Regions from separate parts of the Columba livia genome. Here region 2 is linked to region 1. The links are chromatin contacts, called in public Hi-C maps. All regions are on one chromosome and are shown on one strand. Each heading gives the region's core, a stretch centred on a gene start, on an enhancer-like site or on the middle of the called end of the contact. The rest is flanking DNA. Distances are from core to core; before and after follow the strand shown.

Evidence for each region. A called contact is a pair of places that touch in the nucleus more often than the background predicts.
Region 2: a contact with region 1 is called in a Hi-C map of liver, with 2.6 times the contacts expected there. The contact joins the enhancer-like site here to the promoter of SOX9 in region 1. A contact is called at or near these places in 2 of 2 Hi-C or Micro-C datasets (crop and liver).

Annotation. Positions count from the first base shown.
Region 1 is chr18:12,499,791-12,505,479 of bColLiv1.pat.W.v2, reverse strand. It overlaps SOX9 (SRY-box transcription factor 9), which reads right to left and starts at 2,681. Exons shown (of 3, transcript XM_065035048.1): 1 at 1,896-2,681; 2 at 628-881; 3 at 1-138. The coding sequence starts at 2,326.
Region 2 is chr18:12,602,145-12,607,526 of bColLiv1.pat.W.v2, reverse strand. All of the region lies in intron 6 of SLC39A11 (solute carrier family 39 member 11), which reads left to right. Among named protein-coding and RNA genes, the nearest start is that of SLC39A11, 99 kb to the left of the region's middle. Within about 2 kb of position 2,671, at least 1 of the 3 cell types and tissues checked has an H3K27ac peak away from gene starts, as active enhancers do.

The sequences.
Region 1 (5,689 bases), core at 1,432-3,931:
CGTCTCGGAAGTCGATGTGGGGCGGCTGCCGGCCGCCTTCTTGCAGGGGGCGACCCCCCTCGCGCTTCAGGTCCTGCTTGCCCGGCTGCGTGTCCGTCTTGGGGGTGGTGGGGGGCGTGGGGGGGCCCTGCGATTGCCCTGCAGAAGGAAGAGAGAGGCACGGGCGTGAAGGGGGTGTCTCTCGTGGGACGGTGCGATACGGCGGTTAATGGATAACCCGCGGGCGCAGAGCAGCGCGTCGCTTCTGAACGCGGTTGCGTAGGGCAACACAAACATTGCCAGGTGCGAGGAACATGGACGAGCCCTATCGGTGCCCGTCTATCGCACCAGGTAACGTAACCGAGCGTTCAGACGGGAGCTGCGAGACCGGGGCTGTCTTTTGGTTTATTTTCTTAAAAAGTATGGATTAGCGTTTCTCACGGGGTGCAAGTGGCCACAGCATTTGCGAGCAGCTCCCCGGGTGCAGCCGACCCCTTCTCACTGCATTTCTGGGTCTCTCTCCTGTTTCCCCCCCCCTTACCGAATCCCAGTGTCAGACTAGTTCGGGATGCAACTTTTCTTAGGTGGTTGTGACTTAACCCCCCCCCCCCCCGCCCTGTAACAGCTGGTGGGGCTGTGGGTACCTACCCGAGTGCTCCCCGGGGGAGTGCACCTCGCTGATGCTGGAGGATGACTGCGGGGAGTCCGCCTGCAGCGCCTTGAAGATGGCGTTGGGGGAGATGTGGGTTTGCTCGGAGCCCTCCTCCTGCTCCGACTGCCCGTTCTTCACCGACTTTCTCCTCCGCGGCTGGTACTTGTAGTCGGGATGGTCCTTCTTGTGCTGCACCCGCAGCCGCTCGGCCTCCTCCACGAAGGGACGCTTCTCACTCTCGTTCAGCAGCCTGGGGGGGATGTGAGGGTTGAGGGGCTGCAGCTCCTGGGAGGCAATACCGGCTGCCCCCACTATGGCATTAACAGCAGCACAAACCTCGTCTCCGCCCCCTGAATCGGCATGCAAAGCCCCCCATGATGTTTAACCCCTCATCTGGGGCACACACTGGTTGTCATCCCCTTGCTGTCCCCTCCAGCCCAAATAGCTGGATTGCTATGGCGGCTGAACAGGAGGTGAGAAACTGGTAACAAGGTCTGGCCCTTGTCCCTCCCCAGCCACCCCTGCAAGGGGGTACGTCCTGTGCCCGGGGTGCTACAGGTGACGGCCCCGTCCCTGCCTGCCAGGGCCAGGTTTGCTCACTGCTTTCTCCTCCTGCCCTAAGAGCAGCCACAAATTTAGGATTCATCCCCCACTCCTCCTGCAGTCACAGAGGCAGCCAGGTGACTCACTTGCCTTCTGTTTTTCTCCCCTCCCTGCCTCATTTTGGCAGTCGGAGGGCACCCGGCCACGCAGCACTCATCGCACCCACCCCAAAGCCGGGCTTGGCACAGCGTGGCCAGCGCTCGCCCTGCGCCGGCTCCTGCCGCCCCCTCCCCTCGCATCGCTTCTCCTCCCGGGCCAAGCTGATGCAATCCAGAAAACCATCATTTCCTCTGGACAAGAGCACAAACAAACAAACGCCAAGGCAGGCCCCGCTCGCCCAGCCGGGGGGCTCTGCTAGTCCCCCCCCCAACCTGTCGGGTCCAGTTGCCACCCAGGGCATTGCTTGAGAAACTACTTGCAAGACTAGAAGGCAGCCTCGGGGAACTACTTTCCCTGCTTTTCCCCTATTATTCTGTCTTCTCCCACGCCAAACAAGTTTGCCAGCACATGCAAAAGTTTTCAGTGAGTTTTCCAGGCTTGAGACCATCCTCTCCCTCCTCTTCCACATCCTCTGAGCACTGGTACAAGCTCGAGTGGACTTTGTAGGCTGCAGCCTTCCCCCCAGCATCCCCCGCTGACCCGTCCCGGCCTCCACACTCACCTCCAGAGCTTGCCCAGGGTTTTGCTGAGCTCTGCGTTGTGCAGATGCGGGTACTGGTCAGCCAGCTTCCTCCGGGCCGCCTGCGCCCACACCATGAACGCATTCATGGGTCTCTTCACGTGGGGCTTGTTTTTGCTGGATCCGTTCACCCGGACCGGCATAGGCACCAAGGTCCAGTCGTAGCCCTTGAGCACTTGGCTCACCGCCTCTCGGATGCACACCGGGAACTTGTCCTCGTCGCTCTCCTTCTTCAGGTCTGTGTCACCCTTGGGGAAGGTGTTTTCTTGGGGTCTGGTGTTCTCCGTGTCCGAGCCGGATCCAGAGGGGCAGGGGGACCCGGCAGAGTCATCCGACATGGTGGGGCTGGGGGCATCGGAGATACATTTGTCCTGTTCTTCTGTCATTTTCATGAAGGGGTCTAGGAGATTCATGCGAGAAATTGGCAGAGGGGGGACAGGGGATGAAAAAATAGAAATAAAAAAAAAATCAGGTGGCTAAGGGGTAGGGAAGAGTTAAAAAAGTAAAAGTAGGAGAGACGAAGTCTCCACCGGCTGGGGAGAGCAGGAGAAAGCTGGAAAAAAGTTTGCAAAAGTTTATTATTATTTTACCCTACCCTTCGAAGTAAAAACAAAAAAAAAAAAGGTGAGGAGAGAAACTTTTGCAAGTTGTAGGAGAGAAAGGACGGGAGCAAGGGGGGTGGCCGTGGGTGGCGGCGCGGGGCCGTGGGTGGCGGACGGGCCCAGGTGCCCCGCCGGTCTCCAGCGCGGCTCTGCGGCCCGCGCCGCGGCGCGGGAATAAATACCCTGCGCGGCGATTTCGGCTCGGGAGCGCTCCGCCAATGGGAGGGCGGCCCCCGGGGGCTGGCGCGCACGCCATTGGCTGAGCCGCTGCCGCGGGGCGGGGCCGGCGGGCGCGCAGCGCCGCTCAGCGCCGCGCAGGGGGCGGGTGGACGGGGCGCTGCGGGCGGGGCGCGGTGCACGGAGCCGGTTGCGCGGGTGCGGAGCGGCGCCGGGTCTCAGACTCCGTTCCCCTCGGCGCCGTTCCGCCCGCCGCGGCATTTTCTGCTTTCCCGGGAGTTAAGGAATAACCGTTGCGAGCGCGGGTGGGGGTTCGCTGCGAGTTGCTCCCGCGGGCTGCCCTCCGCGGGTGCGGAGCGGCGATGGAGGAGCGAGGCGGCGCCCGGGGGCCCCGCGGGCCGGAGCGCGGCGCGGCGGGACCCGCGGGCGGTGCGCGCCGCCGTCCAGAGGGGGCGCCAAAGGCCCAGGAACGGCGCGGGGAGCGCGGGGGCGGGGAGCGCTGCGCACCCGCGGGGAGGGGTGTCCGCGCCCCCCGCGCTGGGCTGTTCGGGGGCGGACACGGGGGGTGCGTGAAACCCAAAATGCCCCAAAGTTACTCTTTTTTTTTTGTTGTTGGTGGGGGCGCAGCAGCGCCCGTCCGGCCGCGCTGTAGATCCGTCCCCTTAACCCCCCCATTTATTTCTCTTTCTAACATTATGTTTCGGCTCCGCTGCGGCCGGTGAAGCTGGTGCTGCAGCTCTGCAAGGGGAAGGAGCCGACCCCCCCCCCATCCACCTCCCCAGAAAGTTTTGCTGGGTTTACCAACTCTTATCATCAAAACAAAACAACAAAGTAGCAAACAAATAAGCGCTGGGAGCTTTCCAGGGCTATCCCCAGATAAACGCAAATATTTCTCTTTGTAGCGAATCATACGGTATTTGCTTTTTATCAGCAAACTGCTTTCCATACACGTAAGAATTAAATAGCAGGGATGCTGGCGGGAGAGGTGTCATGATCAGAAAATAAAGCCGATTTCATGGTGCAAGGTTTAAAGGAGAGGGGGTGTTCGCGGAGAACCGAATCTGCAGCCGCTCTCCTTCCTCTGCACTCCGGGCTCCACCAGCGGGTTTTTGGGGGAGACGTTTCACCAGTTCTGCCTTCACCAAACCCGCACGGGGTGATTTTTCATCTCAACTCCAGCATTAAAGTTGGTGCTTTACGCTTTATTTGCTGCCTTGTCCTGCCGCACGGTCTGCGGGGCAGCGGCCGCTCGGGAGCCGTGGATCCCTTATCGCCATTGTCACCGTCCCGTTAATAAGTGTGTTTTAAAGGTATTGGAAATGGCACATGAAAGAAAAAGTTAAAGGGAAAAAGGCAGCGGGGGAAGGAGCTCTGAATAAATACGATTGAAAGCAACCTCCCCGGCAGACCCTGCTTGTCTTTTGCTATCTTGCCCTGAGACTTTGGTTGTTTTGTTGGGGTTTTTTCTTCCACTTGCAAACTTTTGGCGAGTAGTTTTCTTTGGGGGAGTTGAAAGGTAAGTGTCCTGTTCCCTTTGTCTGACAGAGCAGGGGGCTGAGAGCAGGGGGGACTTTTTTTGGTGAGCATTTGGGGTTTCTCGTGCCTGTGGCACCGAACAGGGGTTCTCACAGCCTTACGTAGCTTTACTTTGCTAAACAGGAGCAGATACGCTGAATTTTGTATCATTATTTGCAGTGGAAAAAGGTAAACGTATAGCGAATGTTAAAGGAGATGATTTGGAAATATATTCCCTTGGCAATTTCGGCTCGAGGCTGGTGCACAAACGGAGTTTAGCTTAACAAATCTCTTTTGGTAGATGTATTTGTTATAGGAGCATCAAAGAAAACTCAGGCACTAGATTGTTCTTATCTCAGCTGGAGCTGCTGTAGCAAAAACCTGAACAAATGTACCTGGAGGAGAAAAGTCTGGTGACAACAGATTGTTCCGTGGCTTTCCACACAAAAACAATTTGGGAGGATAATTGATTTAATGAAAAGCGTAATAATTAGAACATTTTTCATTCCGAAGGTCCATCTGCTGAAAGGGGCTCTGCCTTTTCACTGCACAAGAATCTGTTTTAACAAAAGAAAGTGGTTTGACAAGTTTGAACAATAAACAAAAGAGAAATGGCAAAGAGCTTTCCAGTTACGTTAGCATGTGTAATTTTATAATTTCTGAATTATTATTTCTAATTTCTGCTCTACAGACTATTTGAACAATATGGACAAGTTGATTAATCACGGTCATTTTGCGAGGCTGGAAGTTTCCTTTAAAGTGACAAGCTGTTGCTGCTTTTACGTCAGATTGGAAGTTTTCTTTTCTTTTGAAAGAATTAACGTTGTTTTACGGTAAGCAGCAAGCTCGGGTAGCAGGGAAGGCTTTTAGGAGCAGCGTGTGGATTGCAGCCCTCGGTCGGTGATTTTTTCTGCCTTGTGCTAAGTCAAACCACTGGGTTTTAGGCAACTCTCTGAGCAGAGAGCGAAGGAGGCAGGAGCTTTGGTAGCAAAGGGAATAGCACCCGCGTTGCGAATCTGGGGACATTTTTCTTTCAAATACAATATTTATGTGTATCGGAGCGGTTGTGCTGAAATACATTGTATTCTACGGGTGTTCTGTGGGAGCTGGGGGTGGTTGATCCAGCTCCCCCTTTGCGTCCGGTGACGTTTGTGCCATCCTAAAGTCTGGGTGTGACGTCACCTGGGATGCTGTGACATCACCAGGGATGCTGTGACGTCTCCCATCCCCTCTGACACCACCCCGGGGCGGTGGCGCCTCTTGCTCCAGCACCAATGGGTCCCCCTGCTCGGTGACAAACCCGAGGAGGAGCTGGTGCCAATTCCCCATCCACAGAAACACTTTCCTGCTCGTGTTTGCCACGGTGCAAAATGGGGGCGAAACTGGGGGATTTGGGTTCTAGCGGAATTCTCTAAGAACAAAGGCATTCCTGCAGATCTTGTGAATTTGATATCAAAACTGTATCAATCATTGTTTGGTGGC
Region 2 (5,382 bases), core at 1,422-3,921, 100 kb before region 1:
GCTGGGGTGACAGTGGCCTTAGGGCTGCGATGCAGAGGCATCTGCTGTCTCAGTCTGTCTCCAGCACACCCAGCAGGCCACCTACACAGTGTTCCTGGAGCGGATGCAGGGATGGTTTCATGTGCTGCCTTCCCCAAAGAAAAGGCATTGGAAACCTCCTGCTCTGCCTCTCCCTTTCTCATCATTCTTCTCCGACTCCCCCAGGATCAGAGGGCTTGGGAGAGCTTTCTGGCTGTGCTTCCACATCGCTCTGTCTGGCAGGGGGTGAATTATCGCTGGATAAGCCAGTGTGTTTGGCTGCCTTGAGAAGCACTTCCAGAGCAGTGACAGACTGCTTGGTCGACACGATTCACGTTGAAAGGTTTCCCTGTCCAGGCTGCCTCCTCCATAGCTGGAGCCAATTGCAAATTCCACCAGCACTACCAGCCCTGGAGCTGGGTTTCCATGGTGAATGCATTTTGGTTCTGCACCGAAATGCCCAGAGCTTTTGGGAGGTTTTTTGCCCCAAGTGTCACAGTTTGCCTGTCACTCTGCCCTGCTCTGTTGGAGGAGGTTGCTCTGGTGTTTTGGGGGAGAGATGCTTTAAAGGCCTCTACCAACCGATGCCTTGGGGACAGGCTCAGGAGCTTTGTTCTCCAGCACAGCCCCTGCCCCAGCTGTGGCTCCGTCCTGGGACCTGGTTTATCTCAGGCCAGGACCTGTCCCTGCCAACGCATCTACCTGCTATGCCGCGCTCCTCCCGTGCGTGCCTTGTGCCTCACTCTTACAATATAAACCACCATAAACCTGGTTTAAGTTGCCAAGGTTGCCAGTTCAAGCCCTCCTGACACAACTTCCTTTAAAACCAAATGAAATGTTGATATGGGGACTTTGTGTTGAATGAACTGTGGGTTGTACCTTCAGGTAAATGGGTGGGAGCATGTGTGCCCACCCTGCTGCTGTCCTGACCCCCTCCCAGCCTCCTGTGTCAGCTGCAAGGCAAAAAAAGCTTGTTTAAGAACTTCATGTGAACTCCTCGTGCGCCTTTAGAATGCAAAGGAGACTTTGCGTTGGTATACCTGCCCTTCCTCGGGGATGCATCTGCCCAGCTGCTCTGCAAGGACATCTCCCGTGGCCCGGGCGCTGTGCTGTGCCCTTGTCCTCTGGAATGCTCTTTTCATTGATATTTTCTGAGCACAAAAATGCCTGCTTTGTGTCCACTGCGCCTTTCTTTCCCCACGCAGAATGGGAGGGAGAAAATGACTTAAAATATTTTCTTGTAACAAAAGGCTGAGGGTGAATCTAGATCAGCCATTCTGATCCATTTAAGGCGAAATCTCCAGGGTTTTCAGCGGAGAAATTAAAACACTGGAGCTTTCTCTTTTCTTCAGTAGAACAAACAGGAGCGGTTACCACTTCCTCTAGCTCATAAACAAAACCAGCCCGACGTCTCCAGGAGAAACCCTGCCAAGAGACTTTCCTTCCTAATTGTTTGATATTTTCTCAGTTCTGATTAGTATGCGGGAGTGCCTGGCACACAAGTGGGAAGTTTTAGGAACAGGCTGTAGATCTTGCTTCAGGCAGATCCTGCTCTCTTTCCACCCCCTGCCCTCCTGCTCTGTCCCCCTCTCTCTCCTCCTTGTTCTTCCAGCTTTGTTTTCCATCATCTGCCATACTTGGCTTCTTCCAGGGCTGGCAATGGTGTCTTTTGCCCATGAAACTCTGACACTTTCCTTTTGAAGCTTTGCTGCACTTGCAGGAACCTCACCAAGGCTCTAAAGGCTTTTATTGACACGCTCTTCTGCAGTTTCTTTACTTCCAGGCTTTTCTTTGCTCTTGGGAAGGAGTTTTGGCTGGACCAGCTGCAAGGGGCTTTACTTTTTGCTGGAGGAAAAGGCAGGTTGGGATTAGGACCAAATTTAGGAGATGCCATGAAAGAATAAAGGGTGCGACTGCCTCTGTCCCGCAGTGCAGGGACCGGGCCTGAGATGGAGTTTGCAGAGCAGCGAGATGACCTCCAACCACCCCAGCATCCTCTGAACCGGCACCAGTAAAAGTCCTTTCTGTGGAAGGACAGAACTTGCAGCTGGGAGTCCTGCCCGGCCACTCGCTCTGTCCTGTCATGGGACAGTGACTCATTTGAGACAGTCCCAGGGGAGGCAGGGAAAAGCAATTTGGGGTTTTTTACCTCTGACATCCTTCCCCAAGCAGCCGGTCTGGGCTGTGCCCGCTGCCGGGGGGCCGAGCTGCTGCCCCGATCCCGCTTTGCCCAGTTACTTTACGGTGCGGAGAAGAGCTTTCCCACATCTCTGTTTTGTGGCCGGGTTTTAATGTGTAACATTGTTCTGAGTTCTGTTCTTGCATCATGTGCTGGAGATTAAGAAATCGGTAGCGATAATAAATATCGCTGAATGAGTGGGTGTGGGCAGGAGGGAGGGAGAGGAGTGATTTAAAGGGCAAGGGAAGTTGTGCATTCCTCATGGGCAACACTGTTTGCAGGGACGAGTCAAGATTCTACGTCCTCTTTTGCAGGAGGCACCTGTGTGATAAAATAGCTAATTTTGAGTATGCGGTTGGAAATACTCGTGTGTGAAACTGTGCTGTGCATCCCCTGGGCATCCTGCCTCCCCTGCCAGTGATGGCCCAAAATCTCCCTCCAGCTCTGCTGGACTGGGCTGAGGGGAACCCCGAGGTGCTGGGTCTCCATTAGCCATGGGCTGTTGCTCAGTCCCTTTGGGGACAAGCACTGAAATCCCTTTGGAAACCAGTCTGAGTGTCTGGTGTGTGCTCCCGGCCTCTGGGAACACGCGGCTCTGACTCTGACTCAGCCTGAATTTCTTAATCATAAAAACAACCGTCATGTCTTGGGCTTTTCTCACGCTTTCCCTGCCATGCTCTCCAAGGGTTTTGTAAAGCACTGGTGGGCTCGGGCTGGTAACCCCTCTGGATGTGCAGGTGAAGTGGGGTTTGCTTCCGTTGCCTTGTTCAAGAGGGGAAACTGAGGCTCTGAAAGGCAAAGTAACTTATCTGAGCTTGTCTAGGGCAATGGTGGCAAAGCACAGAGCCCTGAGGAGGCCGCACGTTTGGTCTTGGCTTTGCTCCTCACAGTCTGCCCCGTGCTGTATTTAGGACAGAGGGGCAGAGGAGTGACCCTGATGTGCCCAAGATGTGCAGGTATCTCTGGATGCGATTTTCCTCTCTCCGTGGAGGTGGCAGCTGCTGGGACATGGGTTCCCTTCCCAAAGGGCCGGCACCGCTGCAGCCGCGTTTGGGGAGCGGCTCCTTGGGGGGCTCTGTGCTCAGCTCCTTACAGGGCTCTTATCGCTGCAGCCTCTGACTGGCTCCAAACCAGCGTTTGTATTATAATATTCCTCTGGGGCAGGAAGATATTATCCCCTTTTTACAGAAGGGAAAGGCGGTGAACACAGTGCAGAAGGATTAGGGCTAGGATTTTCTAAAGCCCCCTAGTTAAGAAGCCTGGGACTTGCAAGTCACTGAAGTTATCCGAGAGCCCATGTGTAAAATTTCTGGCTGGAGCAGGATACTGAGCTCAGCTCTATGATGGTCCAGCACATCCATGCTCTTCAGCAGCAGAAGCAGTAAAGTGCCACAATGATTGTGAATCCATAAGACATTTGTAGAGCACTTTTTCCTCCTTGCCTTTCAGCTGATGAGGTTTCAATTGTTTTTTTTGTGTCTTTCCCTGTGACTGAGCTGGCACGGGGCGGGAGAGGCTGGCTGAGGGGGGGAGATGCTATGCGATAGGAGTGATAAGCAAATCTTTGGAAACAAAGTTCAGACAAATACATGCTGGAGTGGAGAGCATGTTCCTCTTGCTTGGAATATCCTATTGCTCATTTCCAAGCGACCTGCGCCGTGTGTGAAGGCAAAGGGAGCAGCTCGGGTGCTCTTTGTTGGGGGGGGAGGTTTGAGTTGAGTGCTTCAGGGTTTCTTGCTCAAGTGTTTCTGCTTCTCTGCCAACCTGGCAGAGTCCTCGCTCCGAAAGAGCAGCACTAACAGAGGATTAATGGCTAATCAGTTGTTCACGGAGGGTTATAAACAACCTGTTGGGCTCTTAAACACCTTTCACTGATGTGCTCGTTGCCCTTCATAACAAATTCCTGTCTGCCTGGTGCAGCCTTGTAACCTCTATTAATCACTTGTTAGCTCCTGCTGCCGAATGCAGCCTGCATGGTGCTCGGCAGCCCGTGGACCTCACTTGCTGTGCCAGGGTTCCCAAACTCCTTGGGGGACATGGCCTGAGAGGGCACATGAAGAACAGGGATGCTCAGCGCTCTGCCCCGGGAGCTGGGGATGGAGGAGCTGCTGGGAGAGGCTTTGGGGTGTCAAACACCCCAGAGGGCAGATTCTTCTGGGCTGGCCACACTGAGATGTGGTCCACCATGTTGATGTAGAAACGGACTTTGCTCCACTAGGAGATGAGTCCTGGTGCCAGGGATGTCCCTGCCTGGCGGAGGAGAAGTGTCCTGCTCTCCCGTGCTGGATTTGGGGTTCTCCCTGTCGGGTGCTTGGGACGTGGTGTTCACCCTTCCTCTGGGCAGCTCGCCTGGTTGAGCAAACACCGCTGGGATATTACCTGTCTGTTAACCTGTCAGCACTGGTTTGCAGCTCCGTTTAATCTCCGGTTGTGGAATTTCCCCTGCAGTTTCTGCCTCCCCCTTGCTGTCCCCTTCCCACGATCAGGGTAATTAAATATTGTCTGAGTCCCGTCACTTAATGGCCCAGTTGTTTGCCGAGGGGAGATAACCGTGTGTTTACTCGCTCTAGACCAAGGACATGGGCAGCTCATGCCCAGACAGGACAAGTCACCGGGCCAAGGGGTGACGCGCGTGTGTGACACCTGGCTGCGGCGGCAGAGCTCTTCCCATGGGCACGGCCAGCACCTGCGGCCGGCGCTTGAAAGCGACAAGCACTGGAGCAACCTTTGCTCTTTGGATATGCTTCTACTCTGACCTCATTAGTTAAATACCGGTGTTGCTGGGTCTTCAGAAACTTTGGTCAAAGGAAAAGTCCAGCCGTGAAGGAGGTTCCAATTTTGTATTTCCAACTCTTTATATTTTTGTATTTCCTATTTTTTATGTTTTGTTTCCCTTGCTTGTTCTAAGCTGCTGTTTGAATATATATATTTTTTCTTTTTACCGTTGCACTCAGTTCTTTGCTGGGGTTTAAGCTGAACACGGTGCATGGAGATGAAAGCGAGCCGCCCCATCTGGAGCGCAGCCGGGGAGCCCAGCAGTGATGGACCACAGCTGTCACCTCCCAGACACACAAACCAAACCCTTTATTGCTTGTTTGCCGTGCCATGGGGTGATAAGACTCGCCTTGGGGGAAGGCTGGTGGCATCGCTGGCGTGGCCACTTTGCCGGTGCGTTGTCCCTTTCC